2 separate regions of the Gossypium arboreum genome follow, and region 1 is linked to region 2. Evidence: chromatin contacts called from public Hi-C data. All regions are on one chromosome and are shown on one strand. Each heading gives the region's core, a stretch centred on a gene start, on an enhancer-like site or on the middle of the called end of the contact. The rest is flanking DNA. Distances are from core to core; before and after follow the strand shown.

The links. A called contact is a pair of places that touch in the nucleus more often than the background predicts.
Region 1: a contact with region 2 is called in a Hi-C map of leaf, with 2.7 times the contacts expected there. The contact joins two enhancer-like sites. A contact is called at or near these places in 2 of 5 Hi-C or Micro-C datasets (both in leaf).

The regions. Positions count from the first base shown.
Region 1 is chr3:126,995,420-126,999,360 of ASM2569848v2, reverse strand. It overlaps LOC108489301 (serine/threonine-protein kinase STY46-like), which reads left to right. Exons shown (of 16, transcript XM_017793745.2): 12 at 8-103; 13 at 463-543; 14 at 633-683; 15 at 1,165-1,305; 16 at 1,383-1,665. The coding sequence ends at 1,412. Among protein-coding and RNA genes, the nearest start is that of LOC128290640, 3.1 kb to the right of the region's middle. Within about 2 kb of position 2,345, at least 1 of the 2 cell types and tissues checked has an H3K27ac peak or open chromatin away from gene starts, as enhancers often do. A contact at or near this core is called in leaf, where this site is marked.
Region 2 is chr3:126,729,439-126,733,139 of ASM2569848v2, reverse strand. No RefSeq gene overlaps it. Among protein-coding and RNA genes, the nearest start is that of LOC128290602, 33 kb to the left of the region's middle. Within about 2 kb of position 1,784, at least 2 of the 2 cell types and tissues checked have an H3K27ac peak or open chromatin away from gene starts, as enhancers often do. A contact at or near this core is called in leaf, where this site is marked.

The sequences.
Region 1 (3,941 bases), core at 1,096-3,595, 270 kb before region 2:
TCTCAAGGTTGTCAAGGTGGCAGATTTTGGTGTCGCCCGGTTCTTGAACCAAGGAGGAGTAATGACAGCTGAGACTGGGACATATAGATGGATGGCACCTGAGGTCTGAATTCTCCTCTATTTATTTTCTTTTTCTCCATCCGATAGACTCACTCAGTGGCTGTGTTGCCTCGTTTAATTATTCAAAATTTGGTATATATTTGATGATTCTGATGGGGGAAAATTTGTGGAAATTACCTCTATTGCTGTTCTTTTTATAATCGCTCTAATATTCAGATACTTTGTTCCTTCCGTCTGTTTTATCGCAAAAATTAAATGAGCTACAGTTTTCATTTTTCAGTTCATATGTTATACACCTGGTCATTTATCACATTTTTTCCTTGCTTTGTACGTTAACCATCATTTTGTTCAACTTTTTGTTAGGTATTGTATAATCATCTTACTTTATTTTACTCCCACTAGGTTATAAACCATCAGCCCTATGATCAAAAAGCTGATGTATTCAGTTTTGCTGTTGTACTGTGGGAGCTAGTGTCAGCCAAGGTATTTTCCTGAGATTATACAGAGTTGATGAACAATTCGATGTTAAAACGTTTGGAAACTATTGATAAATTTTTTCCTTGATACTGCAGGTTCCTTACGATACCATGACACCACTACAAGCTGCATTGGGAGTGAGACAGGTCAGCATTTATATTTCGGGAATTAAACAATAACCTCAACTGTACCATAATTTCATATCAAGCTTAAGAATTTTTCCAGTAACTGAGATCTTTTATTGAATTTAGTTTCCTTTTTTACTCATATTATTACTACATCATGCATTGGATCGAAGCTATTGTCTTTGTAATGTTTTATGGATTTGTTTTGTCCAATTTTGAGCATGATGTTAAGGTGGCTTCCCTTTCATTTAGTAAGGAATATGTGCAGTTTGAGTGTCCATCAGATACTTTATAGCTTTCGCAATATATTCTTGAGATCCATTTTTCTAGCATGCTATCTGCTCTGAAATGTACTTATCTTCTGAGTCTCTGACTCCCTTTGGGTGCTTTGAAGCCTGCTTAATACACACCCAAAGAGAGCTTCAATCTGTTATGTTAATAAATCTGGGGCTGTTAACATGGGGGCAAAAGCTTTTCTTACGTCTTTTTTGTTATTTTTCAGGGCCTGCGTCCGGAACTACCTGAGAATGCACATCCAAAACTCTTAGATTTGATGCAGAGATGTTGGGAAGCGGCTCCTGACAAGCGACCGTCCTTCTCGGAGATAACAACTGAGCTTGAGACACTTTTTGAGGAAGTTGAGGTATACAATCTTCACAATAAACTTTTACTTTCTTTGAAGAGTGATTTCTTTGCATTTAATAAAGTGTAAAATTACAGGAAACAACAGAAGCAGTAAATGGGAACTGAAGATTTTTGTTATGTAAGTAACCAGATTGACACATTTTAATATATCTTTTCATCACATAGTAAGTATAACTACACACGGAAGGGACACCCTAAACAAAATGCTGATTCGTAATTCTTTTTTGGTTGTCTGTTTTGTTTTTGTAATAACACTCTCTTACTTGAACATGGTGTAGAAAGAAAAAAATATGCTTAAATGCAAATATGATACGAAATTTCCTAGCTAGGTGATAGTTTTCTTCTGGCTATTATATCACCGTTCTTAAAGTACTTTCATTTATTTGTTGTTATTTTGGATTAAAAGAACTTGATTCTTTAATGGATACATTTTTTCTCCACTATTTTTTTCCCACTAGTTTACTTTTTTTTTTTCTCGTAGTTAGTACATTGTATTTAAGTTCTATTCTTTGAGTAGTTAATTAATTGTAATGTAAGTCAGATTACACTTCCAAGGAAACAACACTGATACAAATTTTGGAACCGATATTCTTGGCAGGATTAGCTATGAACCTGAAATAATTAGGGAAGAAAAACTCATGTTGCCATTTGAACTTGCCATCCATGAATCATTTGATTTATGGCAATGGTTAACCAAGGCATCCTTGATTTCCAAGATAGATCAAAACTGTAGGAGTGGATAGTTAATTTCACAAATCTAAAATAAATACCCAAAATTAATTTAAACATAAAAATATCATCTCTTTAATTTGTACAGAAATAACGGGGACACCATCTATCTTGAGCATAATTTCTCAATAATCATTTCCCGCCACAAGAAACACATCATTGATCAGAATTTGGCACCCCATTCCAACATTAGAATCGTCCTCACGCTCAATCAATGTCTCCGTTTGAGCCTCCTGTGCCATGGTTTCAGCCAACTTGTCCGGACTTATCACCAACTTCACCTTTCACACTCTGGGTGTTGCTGACTCCTCCGTGTCGGTTCTCTTCAACATTTGATATGGAGACGAAGAAGTGGATACAAGATCGTTGTTGTTGAGGGGTAGGTAAGTTGGCCTGCGCGGAGCTTTTTGTTTTTATATACTGGCTGCTTTTTGTTGTGAGGTAGTTAGTAGGGTGTGGTAAATGGCCATGTCTGGGAACTTTTTGGTTATGCACATGGCGGTGATGGGTGGTGATAGCTCCATGATTCCGCCATTGGGAGTTGCCACTTTATTGTTTCTACAGCTTCACTGAATGGTTTGAAAACGCAATTGCCCATATTAGGTCACTGCTGCCCTCTTTTGGTGTCCTTGTGGGCATACTAGGGTTCATCAGCAATTTTATCAATTGCTAGCACATAATTGACTTCAATCATTCCTTCCACTACCTTTTCACGAACAAAGCTACAATGCTTCATTAGTGCATGCTAGACAAGATTTGCAGCGTGGGTCACAGCATTGGTGGTAGCACACCATATCTAGGTACATGTGGCAAGTTGATACCCATCTCATATAGCTGTAACATGATCCTCATCATCACACAGTGTTTGCCTAGCGTCAATATTCAGCTTTTGCTGAAGACTGAGATACAACCACTTGCTTCTTGGAGCTTCAGCCAATGTTTAGGAACAATCAATATTCAGCATAAATTGTTTCAATTGCCTCAATATGAGTATGAGTAGCCTACCAGAAATTAAATTTTTGCATGGCTAGAACAGTAACCCTTGATATAGGGTTCCTTTCAGATATTTAAGGATACACTTAATAACTTTCCAATGCTATACTTCGTAAATCGACTTTGTTAATATTTACGAAAATAATGAAAAATGTAGGCGGTACAGACGAATAAAGTAATTGCTTATATATTATTCCACTCAAACGATACACGTTAGAAAAGCTAGAAAATAGAAAGAAAATATCTGAACCATACAGTTCTACAAATCAATCTATTAATATTTAAGATTTTTATGTATAAGCTATATTTCATTATCTCCCTCAAGTTAAAGAGTGTAAATGTTACAAATATAATACACTTGAGCTCCATTAAGAGTTTTTATGAAAATATCTCATAGTTGATTTCCAAATTTCACACATATTGTGAAGGAATTTTTCTTGAATTTTTTCATGATAAATGAAATGACCATTTATCTCAAAAGTTGTGAAATTCAATATTTGAAATAATATGAAGAGCAACTTGATGATCACGTTATATTTTCGTTGGTAATAGTCTTTAAGATCAACTTCATTCTATAGTCTGTATACCCATATTATTTCACTCACAAGTTGTGCCATGACTTTAGATTTAGATTTTGCACTAGATTGGTACGTTACATTTTGTTTCTTGCTTCTCCACGAAATTAAATTCCTTCTAATAAAAATGTATTATCCCATAGTGGATATTTTGTTGACTTTGGATCTTGCCAAATTTGCTTAAGAACAAAACATTCAATATTGGTGTGTCGATGATTCCTATACAATAGCCGTCTATGACTTCCCATCAAATAACATACAATTTGTTCCAAGATTTCCCAATGATTAACAATTGGAGATGAAATGAACTAGCACAGGGTGAGCAATATATGTGAGT
Region 2 (3,701 bases), core at 535-3,034:
CCATGGGAATGGAGATTGGTTGCTATTTTTAGCAAATGCAAGCTGCCCCTGTAAATACCAACCATTACCCCCTCATTTCATCATCCCTCATTCATCCATCTTTCTCTCTTTTCTCTCTTTGTTTTCCTTTCCCATTTTTCCACTTTTCAAGTGACTTGTGCAAGGATTTGATAGCAGCCCTTTCAGCCATTTTTGGTTTAATAACATGGCAAGGAGTGAAGCACAAAGGAGGAGCAAGGAAGTTATGCCACGGAGAACCACTTGAAATGACTTTGCATTTCTTTCCCTTTACTCTTGTAATTTCTTATCGTTCAATTTAAGAAAATTGTTTGCAACTAAAGTTTATATTTTTAATATAATTATGGTTGCTTAATTCCTTCAGTGTTAGAATAATTTAATTTCTATAACTTAGATTATTTATGTTGTTAGTGATGTTATATGCCTTAACTGTTTATGCATTTAGATAAAATTATAATTATGTTATTCATGCATTATAAATGTGGGGAATGCAACTGAATTAATTATTAAAGCCTAATCGTATTGTAATTAATTGACACACTGTTTGAATGGTGCCTACTTAATCTATATTTAAGAGAATTAGGTTAAAGTTTGTAATAATTCGAGACAAACTCGAGAGAACCTTATTACATTGCATAATCCTAGGATTAATGTGATTAAACTGTTTCAGTGTAGAAATATTACTGTTACCTCACATTAATCTATTTTTCTGCTTAATGAATTTACTAAGTGGTTGACATAGACATATGTTATACTTAATAATTTAATAAGTTGAATTCTTAAGCGATTCCTGAAATGTAATCTTAAAGTCGTAATAGACATAGGCATATGCAGACAAGAGATTAAACTTTGGACTTTGAGAGAAGCCAAAGTACTCGTAACTAAATAAGATTAATAAATACCAAGTTGCCATGGAATTTCCTATAACATCATTAGCAGTATTTAAATGTTTTTAAGTTAGAAAGGAGAATTATTCTTACACATGCATGATATTGTGATTTCTCTAAAAGACTTGCATACTCATTCCTTCATTTATTTATTTAATTTTAAGTATATTTAGGTTAGTTTAATTTAATCGAACCCATCACTTAAATTTATTTTCATCACCAACCAATTTGCCAATAATTAATTTTGCAATACTTGATTTACATAGTCAATCTCTGTGGAGACGATACTCAATAGCTAAATAGGCTACTTTGGCTTTACGTTAACACCATAACCTCACATTACAATCATCTTGTAATATAATGTGTAATTTTATTATGGCCTCTTTTTAAAGTAATCTAAGTTTCAGGACGAAATATGAATTTTAGGACAAAATTACCCTCTCTTTTTATTGTATTTATCATTATCATTCTTTTTATTATATTTTAAATAAAAAGTTGTTCCTTGTTAGCAAGATTTGATGGTCTTCTCCCTTTCCTTTTGGTTTTTCACTTTTAATTCAAGTTCCTTTTCTTTCTCTTGTAGTTTCTCCAATTTATTATCTAATGCCTGCTCTCATTTAAAAATATTTTCTTGCATGTGTTTTACTTCAGCTTCCTTCTTCTAAACTTCAATCACCTTGCTTTTCACATCTGCATCTGACGATTTTCTCTTTTCATCAATTTCTAGATCAAATTCAGGCTTCTATTCTGAAGCTCAGCTTGTCAATAAATACAAAACAAAACGAAAAAAAAAATGTCAAAGACTAGATCCTACTGATACCTAGCCCGCCAAGAAAATCATATATAACTCTCAAGTAAAAGACCAGATGGAGAAAAAAAATGAACGTAAAGGAGAGCATTAGTAGGCCAGTATGGGCCCAACTCAATCAACCTCAATCAATAGTCCCACCCTCTTTGGGCCTAACTCCCAATACGGCAAAACATAGGCCAGTATGGCTTGCAAAAAAAAAGAGCCCAAATCCCCATTGTGAAATCTGTAACGTTAGGCAGTTTGGGATTTGAGAATCATTGATTTCTTCAAGGGTTCGTTGAAGCTTGTAATCATGCCTTTAAAAACACACACAACAAGAGAAAAAAAATAAAAGCACATTTTCTTTTAATTGAAATGCTTCCATTTTGTATTTTTATTTTTCATTTATGATCTTTGAAGTTTGGTTGGCTGTGTTATGGAAGTAATTAAAGAAGGATTTTCCCAATGGTTTAATTTATTTGTCCTTTCCGGGAAAATTATCAAGTTACTTTTTTTTTAATGGAAAAACTTAATAGCTTTGTAATATTTTTTTAAATAATAATAATATTTTAAAAATAAATTATTTTTATTTTATTTTCACATTGATATATGTATGCGTGCACGACTACATACCATTAAATCGGATTGAAAGGCAATTTTTATAAATTAAAAAAAAAAAAAGTTTTCTCTATCAACATTGTTATATACTTATTAGCCAAGTTATGTTAATAAATGGCGAATGTAACGTTAGTGATAACCGTACCGAATGCTACTGCTAACCAAATACTTCCATTTCAATGACTTTAACGAGCCCATAAGTTTTGAAAATTTTTAAAATTTTAGGTTTAGAGTTTTATTTTGACTAATTAATTTATAAAAAAACTAATTACATGAAAATTAAGTTGAATCATATGTGGAGTGAGAATTGGTAGGAGTTGTGGAATTCAAAAGTTGATGGATAAAAGGGATTTGTAAGATGTTGAAATTGGTAATAGGATTAGGGCATAAAGTTAGTAGCTAAATAAGGAATGGAAAAGGAGGAGGAGCATGAGATTTTGTAAGTTAGTAAGGGGGTTTCACTTTGCATGTGACGTTGCTTTCATTTCATGATAAAAGAAAATATTTACAAAATGAAAAAGAAAAGAAAAAGTGAAAGAATATACACCAGCTTTTGTCTGGGGCTTTTTTCTTCATGCTTCCTTTTCTTTTATTTCTTAATATTCTTTTTCTTTTTTATCCAAAAGATAAATTCATTCAACATTGTAAAATTACAAGTTTAGTACGAAATGACTAACACCAAAGTGGTGAATATGTGCCAATTGCACTTCTTTCTTGGCCTCCTGCCACTTCTATGAACAAAATTAAAACAAATGCTACTGGTGCTTGTTGTTTGAGTGATGATATCCCCAAATTTATGAACCTTTCCTTTTTAACATTTGGATAGCTCGAAAGCAGTCAGATTCGACAATGATATTTCCCCAACCATGATAATTAATCAAAGAGGAACCAAGCCTTATCGCTAAATCTTCGTTACAAACACATTTGACAAACGTGTTTGAATGTTGATTCCATCAACGACGTCTCCATTGCTATTCCTAGCCACTATTGCTAGGCCTGCCGAATTAGAGTGAGACAAGAACGACGCATCACAGTTGATTTTGATAAAGTTGTTGATTAAACGTTAAATGTGATTTTAATGGGTTTAATTTAGAAGTTTTTTTTTAGGAGAATGAAATGTCAAGAGTTATTGGTTTATTGCTATTATTATATTTTAATATTTTCAGTTTTCTTTAAGGGCAATAGTCTATAAATAGTTTGTAAGCATTTGATATAAGACAGAGAAAGAAAAAGTAAGAAAGTTTAAAAGTTAAAAACAAAAGTTTTTTTTTGTTCTGTCTTAAGCAATTTTTTTCAATTTGGTATCAGAGCCATGGAGAGTGTGACTAGTAATGTGCCACTCCCGACTAACGAAGGCGAACTACGAGAATTGGAGCATCTAAATGAAA